Linked DNA regions of Sus scrofa: region 2 is linked to region 1. The links are chromatin contacts, called in public Hi-C maps. All regions are on one chromosome and are shown on one strand. Each heading gives the region's core, a stretch centred on a gene start, on an enhancer-like site or on the middle of the called end of the contact. The rest is flanking DNA. Distances are from core to core; before and after follow the strand shown. Region 1 holds the start of ADAT1 (tRNA-specific adenosine deaminase 1). Region 2 holds the start of TMEM231 (transmembrane protein 231).

Region 1 (6,453 bases), core at 2,172-4,671:
GGGCATCGACCGCGTCACTATGTTTCTCACGGATTCCAATAACATCAAGGTACAGGCCACCCTGAAGGCGCGCGCTGTGTGGGAGGCCAGGGGGAGGGGCAGGCAGAGCCCTGACACACAGCCACACAGGATGGGGGTCATCTGACCTGACAGCATCTGGGGGTTTTCTGCTTGAGGCAGGAGAAATACTAATTGGTTGTACTTCTTGAGGCTTCAAGGAACACCCTGAGCCGTTGACATGCATATCTCACTTAAGTCAGCCTGTGACATGCAGAAACTGTTGCTATCCCAGCTTTATAGATGAGGAAGTAAATCATAATTGAAGGGAAGCTCTCTGTTTATTCTTTCTTTGACGTCATGCCCTGGGCAGTGCATGCCTTTCTGCTCTTCCATCCACTGTAACTGAGAGGGACCGAATTGAAAGAACACAGATCTCTGGATTTTGGTGCCAACAGTAACCAGGGATAAAAGGAATGGGTAGATAGCTGGAGGAAAGGGCTGCTGCTTATCAGAATGCATTCTCCTGTAGGAAGTGCTTCTGTTTCCCGCCATGAAACCTGAAGACAAGAAGGAGAATGTAACCGCCACTGACACGGCGGAGAACACAGCACCTGGCACGTCTGTCTAGAAAACAGTGATGGCACGTCACACGACATGGGCATCGTCGCTGCGTCTCTGCCCAAGGACCTCAAGGGATTTCCCGTGTGTGGCTGTTTGGCTGTCATGGTCCACTTCAGCCACCAGAAGAGGGAAGAGGAATTAAGAATTCCTTTTTACTCCTTGTTACCAAATAAACCATTTGTCTCTACCCCTGTCTCATCACTCTTTACCTTTGGAATGTCACCTTATTGCCAGGACAGCTGGCTAATGAAGGTTTAGGATTATAGCACTTTATTCATTCACCAGATTTATATAATGTCCAGCCATTATTCTAAGGAGCTGGGAGGCACAGCAGGGAACAAAAGCCAAGTTCCTGCTTTCATGGAATTTATATTTTCTTTAGGGGTAGGGGCTGGGTGTGAAAAGCTACTAAACAAGAAACAAGTAAATCCTTATTTCTGGTAGTGATGCATACTAAGAAGAAAAATAAGGCAGGGAGAGGGGACAGGCGCTATTTTATAAAGAGGTGGATGGGGGCAGTGCTCCTTACGCGATCACGGAAGACCTCTTCTAGCGGAGACCGGAAAGATCTAAGTGGCACAGCATGATCCAGACTAAAGGGCTGCACTTTTGGGGAACAGCAAAGGGGTCTGGTATGGCCAAAGAGGAATAAGATCAGTGAGGTGCCAGATTTAGGGGTGAGAGGCGAAGCCATCGGAGGGTTTTGAGCACTACTGTCCTAGTTAGCATGTGGAAGGCAAGACAAAGGGAGACATGCAGCTGTGGGCTGAGGTGAGATGATGGATTAGCCTTGGGAGGTAGCGGTAAGTGATGGAGATGCTTATGCATCGGTGGACTTTGTCTTCTTGAGGTCAGCAGAATGCTGCTGGAATGTGGGTTTTAGGAAAAGGAATCAAAATGATTTCACGGTTTGGGGCCTGACCAACTAGAAAGTAGAGTCGTCACTGACTTGAAATGGAAAAACAGTGCAGGTTTGAGAAAAGTGAATGGTTTTGTGATATGCCTGTTAGACAGTGGGTGGGGAAGAGTGGGGAAGGTTTTCACTTTCTGCTCAGTTCAGCTGCCCTAAGCATGTGACTAGGGCCTGCTGGTAAAACAGAGCCCGTAACACAGGGAGGCAGCTGGGGTAACTCTTCCCCAATGAGTCTGACAACAAAAGACTTGTCTTTGGCATCTCAGCAAAACCTCTGGGAGCATCTTTGTGTACTTTCACAGAGCAGGTGTCTACTTCTGCGGTTGGTAAAATGATCTAAGCACACCAAACTACTAACAGGGAACAACTTCAGAGCATGCTGAGCATCTCAATCTTTGCTGGTGTTAAAGCACAGACTCCAGAAGCACTTGGTAGTGGTGGTTACATGACGAGGTGGTATCTCAGAAGAAACACTTCTATGGCACATCCTTCAGCGAGGTGCTGTTAACTAAAAAAAAAAAACAATCATCTCACCAAAGGAGGGGTGTGGGGTCAAGATAAGGGACTGGACTTCTGGCAACACTGTACCATCAATGTGGACCACTGGAAAGGCAACAAGGATTAATGAGGAGCTGTTTAGGGAGTTCCCGTCGTGGCTCATCAGTTAAAGAGTGCAACTAGTATCCATGAGGACGTGGGTTCCATCCCTGGCCTCGCTCAGTGGTTAAGGATCTGGCATTGCCATGAGCCGTGGTGTAGTTCACCGAGTGGCTCAGATCCTGTGTTGCCGTGGCTTTGGCGTAGGCCGGTGGCTACAGCTCCAATTTGACCCCTAGACTGGGAAATTTCCATATGCCAAGGGTGCAATCCTAAAAAGACAAAAAAAAAAAAAAGCTGTTTAGTAGTAGACTAGAGCAGAGCCAGCTGTCTGGCCTCAAGAATGCCAGAGATAGAGAAGAAATGAAGCAGCTGTAGACATCTGTGGCATTTGGCAAGAAAAATGACAAATACCCCCTTAAACAGCTGAAGGCTCACAATTTGCTAACTGCTGTATGGGGGTGAACAAAAACAAGTATGGTCCCAAGTTCTAGACTTGTAGGAGAGAGAGGAAGAGCAAGGTCCTTATCCTTGGAGGAAGCCTGTGGCCCTTTTCCTGTGATCTAGGGAGAAGGATGGGGTCAATTAAGTTGCACTCCTCTAGCATTTGAGAGAACTCTCTCATCATTAGGAACTGAGTTAAAAACAAAAACAACAACAACAAAAAAAACTGCTGAATGATACAGACTTCTGAAATGTCCAAACAGCTATACTACCTATTTTTGGCAAACCGAAGGTTTTAGACTAGCACTGTCCACTACAGTACCCAACGGCCATACGTAGCTATTGAGCATTTGAAATGTGGCTGGTCAGAACTGAGATATAAAATACACACCAGTTTTCTTAAGTTAGTGTAAAAAAATGTAAAATAAGTGAACATTTTTATTAAATATTGATTACTCGTTGAAATATGTTGGATAACCTGGGTTAAAATATATGGTTAAAATTAATTTCACCTTTTCTTTTGACTTTTTAAAATATAGCGCCTAGAACATTTTAAATTACATATCTGGCTCGAATTATATTTCTACTGGACAGACCTGTTTTAGACAAAAATTCAAACTAGTGTTCCAACATACAACCTCATTCTACCGTACGAATCTATCTTACCGGGGAATCAGCCTCCCTGAGCCCATTACATCTGTATCTACGCAGAGCAACGCAAATCGACGGACTCTAAGGATCCACCCTGCAGCCCCCTGGCTCCGGCCCCTGGAGGACTACAAGGGCCAGCGTGCACTGCGTGCCTCCAGGGAACAGGCTTGGGAGGGCCACCTCATTGTGACGTCACGTCCGCTGCGCCGCGCGGTCTTCTTCCTCCCTTCGAGAGCGCGTGTCGAGGAGGTGGGAGGGCGGTGTCCGTGAGCGGTTGCGGTCGTGGGGCCGAGGGCGCACAGGATAGGGAGGGCCCTGGGGCTCCCGGGGAAGATGCTGTAGGTCTGACTTTCTCGACCCCTTTTTGTGTGGGAAGTGGATGTTGCGGACCTTCCCCCGCACCCAGCGGCGTGTCTGGTGGGAAAATGCGGCTCCTTTCATGCTGACATCCCTGCGCCGACAGCGACTGCTGCGGACGAGCGCGGGGCGCGTGACCCGGGGGTTGCATACCGCATAACTCCAGCGGGCAGGCGTGCACGTTGTCCCTGCTGCGCGGGCCTGGAGTTACCCATACCTGGCCGAATGGGCCTCTGGAGGGTGTTGAGGAGGGGAGGCTAAGGAAAATAGGCGTCCCTTCCAACCTCGCTAAAGCCTTTTCCCCAGACAGCCTTCCGGACTTGAATTTTCTTTCAAAAGGAAGTGGGTTTTTAAACTTTTTGCCGCTGTTAAAACATGCCGCCTTGTGGGCAAAGAAGTGCATGTCTAACTAAACTGTTGTTTCATATGAAGAAATTATTCAAGTTCTAGGAGAGAATAGTGGACGCAGTACAGCAAAACATTTATTCATTTCCGCTACTGGGCACGCTCCTCCAGACTCAACTCTGAATAAGGTGGTGATACAGTTTTGAGCCGCTGTATCGTAGGGAGTCAGCGTTTCTTCTAGCAAGTTGTCTTTGGCTGTTATGATTTGTGATGCGTGCCTCTGGTTTAATTTCAGTTTGGTGCCAGAGTATCTGCCTTCATAAAGTATACTGCCTTGTATGTCCCCTCTGCCCCTGAAATGAGAGAGAAATCCCTTCTAAATGGAGGATTCTGGGCTCGCCCATGCTTTTCTTTTGCTCAGAGAGATACAAGACTTAGGCTGGTTCTCTGACTTTAAAGTCGTAATTTATGTCAGTGCCTTCCGGATTCTTGTTTTAAATCACTGTGGTCTGATTTACCATGACCATTTATTGAAATAACAGGCCTGCACATCCGAACTGGTAAATTATAAACTGAGGCATTTTAGAACTTTTATGAGTTTATTTGAGCAAAAATCCTTTCCAATCAGGCACAAGCTAAGTGGAAGTAGTTAGGAGCCCTCTGCAGACAGGAGCCAAGGTAGAAACTGATGTAGCATAAGTGCAGAAGCAAGAAAAGAAATTGTTTAGATCTTGGTTTGCTTAGATAGACCACCACAGCATTAGAGTCTCTTCAGTCTGATGGCCTCCTTGTTTAATTAGTTTAACAGGATAGGAGCAAGGGGCTCCTTGTAGATAAATCATTTGTCTGCTATATACACTATGGCTCAACAGAGCCTTTTTTTTTTTTTTAAACACTTAACTTTGTCCATTGCCATCTGATCTCATTTTCTCCTAAGAATCTTTTCATATATTTGAATCCAAATGAAGTCATTGAATGAGCATCAGTAGAGTCAAGAGTGGGAAAGTTTCTATCGAACTATTCTAGACCTCTTTTAGGTCAGCTCTGCTTTCTGGTTTTATGTGTCCATTACTTTTTCCCTGCCTTTCAAGGAGCTCAAGGCAAAGCAGTCAGGAAAATCAAATGTTCTTTTTTGTAAGATTAATCTCAGTTGAAGAGTTCCCTTGTGGCAGAGGGGGTTAAGGATCTGGTGTTGTCATTGCAGCAGCTTGGGTCGCTGCTGTGGCACGGCTTCCACCCCTGGCCCAGGAACTTTACATGCTGTGGGTGTAGCCAAAAATAAAAATAAAATCTCAGTTGCTATTAATTATGCTCAACATTGTACCAGTTGCTCTTTTTGTTTGTTGTTTGTTTGTATTCTTAGGGCCACAGCCAAGGCATATGGAATTTCCCAAGCTAGGGGTCAAATCGGAACTGCAGCTGCCAGCCTACACCACAGCCACAGCAACACCAGATCTGAGACACATCTGTGACCTACACCACAGCTCACGGCAACGCCCGATCCTTAAACTACTGAGCAGGGCCCGGATCGAACCCTTGTCCTCATGGATACTAGTTGGGTTCCCTACCACTGAGCCACAATGGGAACTCTGTAATTGCTTTTTTAAAAATTTTTATTAAAGTATAGTTGATTTACAATTTTGTGACCAATTGCTTTTTATAAATTTTAAGCCCCTTGATAACTCCAGTGGGTTAAATACTACTGCCTCTGTTTCTTTTTTTTTAATGTCCACACCTGTTCATATGGAAGTTCCCAGGCCAAGAATTGAATCCAAGTCAAAGCTTTGACCTGCACATTTGCAGCAATTCCAGATCCTTTAACCCACTGTGCCAGACTGGGGATCAAACTCGCACCTCCACATCAGCCCGAGCTGCTGCAATCAGGTTCTTACTCTCTGCCACAGCAAAAACTCCTGTCTCTATTTTAGCACATGAGGAAACAGACCCAGAGGAGGTTAAGTAATCTACCCAATATTGCACAGTTAATTTGTAGAAAAAAAAAACAGGGTTAGAATCCAGAAAGGGTCGTTCCAAAGTCCTCACTCTGAGAACACTTGACTGGTGAGAAGCCTCTAGGCTCTGTCACTTCTCCCCTTTATGTCATAATAGGTAAGAGAAATTAAAGTGTTGCTTTCCTGATGGGGGCACCAGTAGAGAGTTACTGGAGAGAGCTAAAGAACCAACCTGCTGTGGGGGAAAGGAGAGAAAAAAACTTTCTGGAAAAAAAAAAAAAAAAAGATGGAAAAGCTCTTTCTCCCCAGAAAGATAAACTTTGGTGAGGTTCCATCCAAAGCAAGTTGAGGTCTGCAGCCTTTTCCATGCTGTTTCCAAATGAAAATTGGAGTAGCAAGGAGCCTTCTCCCTCCTATGCTTTCCTTTTGAGTAGTTTCTTCGATCTTTTCGTTAAAGATGAAAAAGGGGCAGAGAGGTAATAGAAAACAGTATACTGAGTTCCTAAGAGAAGCCTCAGTATGATGGTGGATGGGCTACATCTGCATGCCTGTTGAAGCACTGGTGTGGGGACT
Region 2 (6,578 bases), core at 1,010-3,509, 64 kb after region 1:
TGGCCCTAAAAGACAAAAAACAAACAAAAAATAATCATCTATTCTAAATTTTTATTTTATTTTATTTTATTTTTGTCTTTTTAGGGCCACACCCACAGGCATATGGACGTTCCCAGGCTAGGGGTCAAATCGGAGCTGTAGCTGCCGGCCTACACCACAGCCACAGCAATATTGGATCCAAGCCATGCCTGCGACCTACACCACAGCTCATAGCAACCCCGGATCCTTGACTCACTGAGCGAGGCCAGGGATCAAACCTGTGTCCTCATGGATACTAGTCGGGTTCATAACCGCTGAGCCACGATGGGAACTCCCTAAATTTTTAAATTTTGTGGCGGCACCCATGGCCTGGGGAAGTTCCCGGGCCAGGGACTGAACCTACCCCAAAACTCTAACCAATGATACAGCAGTGACAACTGCCAGATCCTTAACCCACTGAGCCACAAAGGAACGCCTCTAAATTTTATTTTAATGGTTATATAAATGAAAGACATTCGCTTAAAGCACAGATACAATAGGTCAGAATCGCAACATAGATTTAAGCCTATCAATTTTTTACAGCTGTGTTGCTACCTCAGAAAAGCTTTAAAGCAAGAATATATAGTACGGGACCAGATATGTCAGAAACATCTTATGGCTGCTGACATTGTCAGCTTGGACTCTGGATAGTTCTCGCATAAGGGAGGTCTTGACCTCTCTCTGTGTTGTTAGGATCTCAGCTGTTTTCCTCATCTACAACCCACTTCTAGGTTATGGTAACTAGACTTCTCATGGTGATCGTTTTTAAATGTATAGGTATACTTGAGTTCCCCTTGTGGCTCAGGGCCCTCAGCCTGGGAACTTCCATGTGCCGCAAGTGCGGCACTAAAAGGACCAAAAAAAAAAAAAAAAAAAAAAAAAAAAAGAAATGTGTAGAAATACTTCATACTGTGAAACAGGAACTAATAGGGTTGTAGGTCACTTATACTTCCAAAAATAAACAAACTCATTAAAAAAAGAGATCAGATTTGTGGCTACCAGAATCAGGGTGGAGGGAAGAGGGGATTGGATGAAAAGAAGGTACAAACTTGCAGTTACAAGATAAGTACTAGGGATATAAGGTACAACATGATAAATATAATTAACACTGCACTGGGTTACATATGAAAGAAAGAGAATAAATCCTAAGAGATCTTATTATAAGGAAAAATATTTTCTATTTAATTTTCTATATGAGGTGAAGGGTTCACTAAACTTATTGTAATCATTTTATGATGTATGTAAGTCAAATCATTATGTTGTACACCTTAAACTTATATGGTGCTGTATGTCAGTTATATCCCAATGAAACTAGAAGACAAAAGCACTTCTAGGTTGGTTTTGAAATAGGAGCGTCTACTGCTGGACTCCATTCTGATAACAAACCTCACACTATCTCTTGGCACTGACATTTGATTCTTCGGGTCCTTTTGATAAAGAAGTTGGCTGTTGAACGTGTTAAAAAAAAATCCTGGGAGTTCCCATTGTGGTCCAGTGGAAACGAATCAGACTGGTATCCATGAGGATCCATTTGATCCCTGGCCTCCCTCAGTGGGTTAGGGATCTGGTGTTGCCATGACCTATGGTGTAAGTTGCAGACATGGCTTGGATCCTGCATTGCCATGCCTGTGGCATAAGCTGGCAGCTGTAGGTCCAATTTGACCCCTAACCTGGGAACCTCCATATGCCATGGGTATGGCCCTTAAAAAAAAAAAGATCCTTCTGCCTTGTTTGAAATACTAGGGAGAGCTTTTAATGAAGTGACACACCAAGGTTAACTTTGCAGAGGGCCAGAGCTTCCCCAAAACAGGTCGTCAAGCCTGTGCTCAACTATAACATAGTATAGTAGAGCTATATAGTAATTATCCTTATCCCTTGAAGAGCAGGGTGCTTTGTGACCTGTTTCGGTGTCTGTCTTGCTATGGACTAGTGAAAGCATTAGAAAATTTGGAGACAGGGGTTCCTGCCCTGGCTCAGTGGTAAGGGACCTGACTAGCATCCATGAGGATGTGGATTGGATCACTAGCCTCGCTCAGTGGGTTAAGGAACTGGCATTGCCATGGCCTGTGGTGTAGGTCACAGACGCAGCTCAGAACCTGTGTTGCTGGAACTGTGCTGTAGGCGGCAGTTGCAGCTCTTATTTGACCCCTAGCCCGGGAACTTCCATATGCCTGCGGATGCGGCCCTAAAAACAAACAAACAAATAAATAAATAAAAGTGAAAAGAAAGAAAGAAAAAAGGTACATTTGGATACAAAGGAGTGACCAGGTCCAGGACCACACTGTTTTCCTCCAATGTAAGGTGTGCCGTTACTGGACTCAGTGTACAGTGAACCACATTGGGGATTAACAGATGACACTTATGCAGGTATTTACTTTAATATTTATGAAAATCTAATTTGACACAAATGTTAACAAGGGCGATGCTAAGATTTGGGGGCACGGAACATTCCATTTCTGCTCAGCTTATAGGAAAGGGCGCCTAACGCTTAAAGCTAGGACTACGATCCACCAGTGGGTACCGCCCCCCGTTAGCCCCACCCCCACCAAAGCCAGCTTCCTTGCTATTGGTTCCTTTCCCCGCGCCTGCGGTTGCCGTGGAGACCAAGGCTATGGCAACCAGGAGAAGCCAAAGTTGGTCGAGTCTCTGGAACCGCGGAGGGGTCCGGGACGCGCAGCCCGACTCCGACCTGTGCTCATGGCGCTCCACGAACTCTTTTCTCACCCGGTGGAGCGCGGCTACCGCGCGGGGCTCTGCTCCAAGGCCGCGCTGTTCCTGCTGCTGGCCACCGCCCTCACGTACATCCCACCGCTGCTGGTGGCCTTCCGGAGCCACGGTGAGCCTGCCTGAAGGCCAGTGCGCGACAGGATTCTCCCCGGTGCTCCCGCCGGCCTCCCTAACCTCTTCCCCTCTGCCTCCTGCCCTCTTTACCTCAGGGTTTTGGCTGAAACGGAGTAGCTACGAGGAGCAGCCGACCGTACGCTTCCAGCACCAAGTGCTGCTCGTGGCCTTGCTGGGACCTGAGCACGCGCACGGCGGATTCCTGGCCTGGAGCACGTTCCCTGCCTTCAACCGACTGCAGGGGGATCACCTGCGCGTCCCGCTCGTTTCGGTGCGTGGTTCTGGGCGGGTGTATGGATGGAGATGGGGATAGGGGCATGCGTGGGAGGAAGCTGGGCGGTCCGGGTCCTTGTCCCTGGGGGCCCTGCTTGGGTCTGAAGGAGTTACGAATCCACAGAAGTTGTGTGTACAGGCTCATTGGCCTAAGCTTATATTTAATTTCCTGGGGAGTAAATATTTTGTAATATTCGAATTCTCCAAGCCGTCCACCACCCCCGAGAAAATTAGTCACTGCTGTCAGGGTGTGTGTCCCACACAGAGACTGATAGCCTGCGGACAGCCTGTCTCTGGCCCCCATTTCCGTGGGCGTGGCCTGATGGAAGCGTGGTCGCGAAAGTTGCTGAGTCGTGAAAGCCAGTTGACGTTCTCTCTCTCTTTTTTTTTTTTTTTTTTTTTTTGGTTTTTCTGTTTTTTTTTTTTTTTTAGGGCCGCACCCGCAGCATATGGAGGTTCCCAGGTTAGGGGTCTAATCAGAGCTGTAGCCGCCAGCCCAAGCCAGGGCCAGAGCAAAGAGGCATCTGAGACGCGTCTGCGACCTACACCACAGCTCATGGCAACGCCAGGTCCCGGATCCGTAACCCTGTGCGGGAGGTCAGGAATTGAACCTGCGTCCTCACGGATGCTAGTCAGACTTGTTAAGCGCTGAGCCATGACGCGAATGTCTAATGCTCTCTTTAATTACTCGTTCTTGCAGCTGGCTTGTGCTTCAGCAAGCAGTAGCAACAAAAAGGGCGGGTATTTTTAGGCAGACTGACATGTGGAAGCAGAGGCGCTGATTGGTTAAGTGACCTCCCCAGACTGTTGCTGGCCCAGTCCAGCCTCCCTGGGCTTGCCTCCTGAGATGCTGCTGCATCCTGCCGCCGTCTGGGGGTGAAAACGAAGTTTTTTACTGCCTGTAATCTAGTGTCTGATTCGAGGTAAGTGAATGCTTCCTTTATAGTCACCCACCCCTTTACGCTCATTTTCAGGAGACATTTTCCTTTGAAAGTAGGAAAATTCTGGATTTTCTTCTTTCAAAGTTGGATCTCTTTAGACACCTCTGAGATGATTGGCCTACAGCCAAATTGGTGTAGCTGAAAAAAAAAAAATAAGATTTTTCCCAGCAACTTAATAAAATGAAAAAAAAAGTAATCTGACTGTTCATATGAATAACCACAAGCAAAATAGGATTCAGATTTTTTATGAATATTTAACTTTCCTTACCTTTTTTATGATTATGAATTCTCCTTGTAAATTATTAAAGAGTTACAGGTATATATAATGACATAAAATTAAAGACCCAGTTTGGCACATATATCAGTATTTGTGTATAATTCATTTATTTCTCATCTCTCCCCTGCTAGACCTAATTCCATGTGGGTAGACTCAGTATGTCTAGAATTGCATGTCTCATTTTTTTTTTTGGACCACACCTGGGACATATGGAAGTTCCCAGGCTGGGGGTTGAATTGGAGCTTCAACTGCCAGCCTGTGGCACAGCAGAGCAGGATCCAAGCCACATCAGCCACATCTGTGACCTACCTCACAGCTCATGGCAACTCGGGATCTTTAACCCACTGAGTGAGGCCAGGAATCAAACCCACATCCTCATGGATACTATCAGGCTCATCACCACTGAGCCACAATAGGAACTTCCCATGTATCAATATTTGTTAATCAAACTTCTTTTTAAGGTCTGCAAAGTAATCGATACAGAAAGTGGTAATGGATTTAACCAGTTTCCTGTTGGTGGATATTTGATTTGCTTTTACTTTTAAACATCACATTGTGAGAAATTGGAATAGAAACTGTATGTTGAAATTGTAAAAGTACACAGAAAACTACGCAAGCAAATAAAAAACACAGTAAGGAGGAGTTCCCATCGTGGCTCAGTGGTTTACGAATCTGACTGGGAACCGTGAGGTTTCGGGTTCCATCCCTGGCCTTGCTTAGTGGGTTAAGGATCCGGCGTGGCCGTGAGCTGTGGTGTAGGTTGCAGACGCGGCTCGGATCCCACGTTGCTGTGGCTCTGGCATAGGTCGGCAGCTACAGCTCCCATTGGACCCCTAGCCTGGGAACCTCCATATGCCACAGGTGCGGCTCTAGAAAAGACAAAAAAAAAAAATTTGCTCAACCTAAAAGTTGAGAGTTCTGTTTTATATTCAGTAGACAAAACTGAGGACTTAAGCCCAGGAGACCGCTTCTCTGGTAACCCTGAGAAAACCCACTCTAAGGAAAGGAGGGGAGCTGGGATACATAGGAGTTTTGCAGCAAAGGGCACACAGATTACTGTTAATAAAAGAAAACCAGGGCGTTCCCGTCATGGCTCAGTGGAAACGAATCTGACTGGCATCCATGTGGACCAGGTTTGATCCCTGGCCTCGATCAGTGGGTTAAGGATTCGTTGTTGCCATGAGCTGTGGTGTAGGTCACAGACAGCTCGGCTCTGGTGTGGCTGTGGCTGTGGTGTAGACCAGCAGCTACAGCTCCGATTTCACCCCTAGCCTGGGAGCCTCCATATGGGAGTACAGCACCCCCCCCCAAAAAAAAACTAGATATCTCAAGAAATTTAGCACATTTCTTTGTATTGGGAAGATGGAAGAGTCAGGGCTCAGTGAAACCATTCCTCTGTTGGGCACCTCAGCTCTCTGGCTTTTCACCTCCTGAGGGCTCGCCATCCGGTGTGGCTGCAGCCTGATGGCTGTTCGAAGGCAGGTATTCTTAGCTTCCTTCCTGAGTTCCCTCAGGGCTCCCCTTCAGAGGTGACTGCAATCTCTGTGACATCCTTTGTTTACTGATAAGGCAGGCAGGCAATATTTCATTTCTCAGTTTTATTCACCTGTTCATCTTCCACAACCGGTTGGCTTCCCAGCGGTACTGCTAGTTAGCCTCTTATCTCGGTAAACAGAAACCACTCCCTCAGGATCACTGCCCACCAACCCCCAGCTTCTGGTGTGTGTGTGTGTCTTGCGATTTTATAAAGCCAAAACTACCTCCTGTTTTTATGGTGGCCAGAACTATCAGTGCTCTTTAACACTGGGTAATTCTACATTTTAAAACATAAAACCAGGAGTTCCCGTCGTGGCTCAGTGGAAACAAATCTGACTAGGAACCATGAGGTTGGCGTTGCTGATCTGGCGTTGCTGTGGCTGTGGTGTAGGCCGATCCGACCCCTAGCCTGGGAACCTCCATATCCCACGAGTACAGCCCTGAAGAAACCAAAAAAAAAAAAAAAAAAAAAAGAAAACCCTACCATAAAACCAAAGCTCCTTTTTCTTAGCTTTTTTCCCCACTCCATTCTAAGCCTTTTTCAATAGTAACTTATAACATTGTCATCAACAGTCTTTCTCAGTAAATCATTTGTTTTTTTCCTGGCTGAGCTCTTTGAGATACAAATAAATGAGTTAGAAGATATAAGAGGAGTTCCTGTTGTGGCTCAGTGAGTAAAGAACTCAACAAGT

What was found. Hi-C and Micro-C count contacts between places; a contact is called where the count stands out from the background.
Region 2: a contact with region 1 is called in a Hi-C map of liver, with 4 times the contacts expected there. The contact joins the promoter of TMEM231 here to the promoter of ADAT1 in region 1. A contact is called at or near these places in 1 of 5 promoter capture datasets (liver), 8 of 47 Hi-C or Micro-C datasets (alveolar macrophages, embryonic fibroblasts, fetal heart ventricle and 4 more) and 2 of 2 datasets of contacts at active chromatin or transcription factors (alveolar macrophages and skeletal muscle).

What each region holds. Positions count from the first base shown.
Region 1 is chr6:12,072,942-12,079,394 of Sscrofa11.1, forward strand. ADAT1 (tRNA-specific adenosine deaminase 1) reads left to right here and starts at 3,422. Exons shown (of 10, transcript XM_021093768.1): 1 at 3,422-3,475. It overlaps KARS (lysine--tRNA ligase), which reads left to right. Exons shown (of 14, transcript XM_003126856.3): 13 at 1-49; 14 at 530-808. The coding sequence ends at 628.
Region 2 is chr6:12,138,058-12,144,635 of Sscrofa11.1, forward strand. It overlaps TMEM231 (transmembrane protein 231), which reads left to right and starts at 2,260. Exons shown (of 6, transcript XM_005664337.3): 1 at 2,260-3,130. The coding sequence starts at 2,630.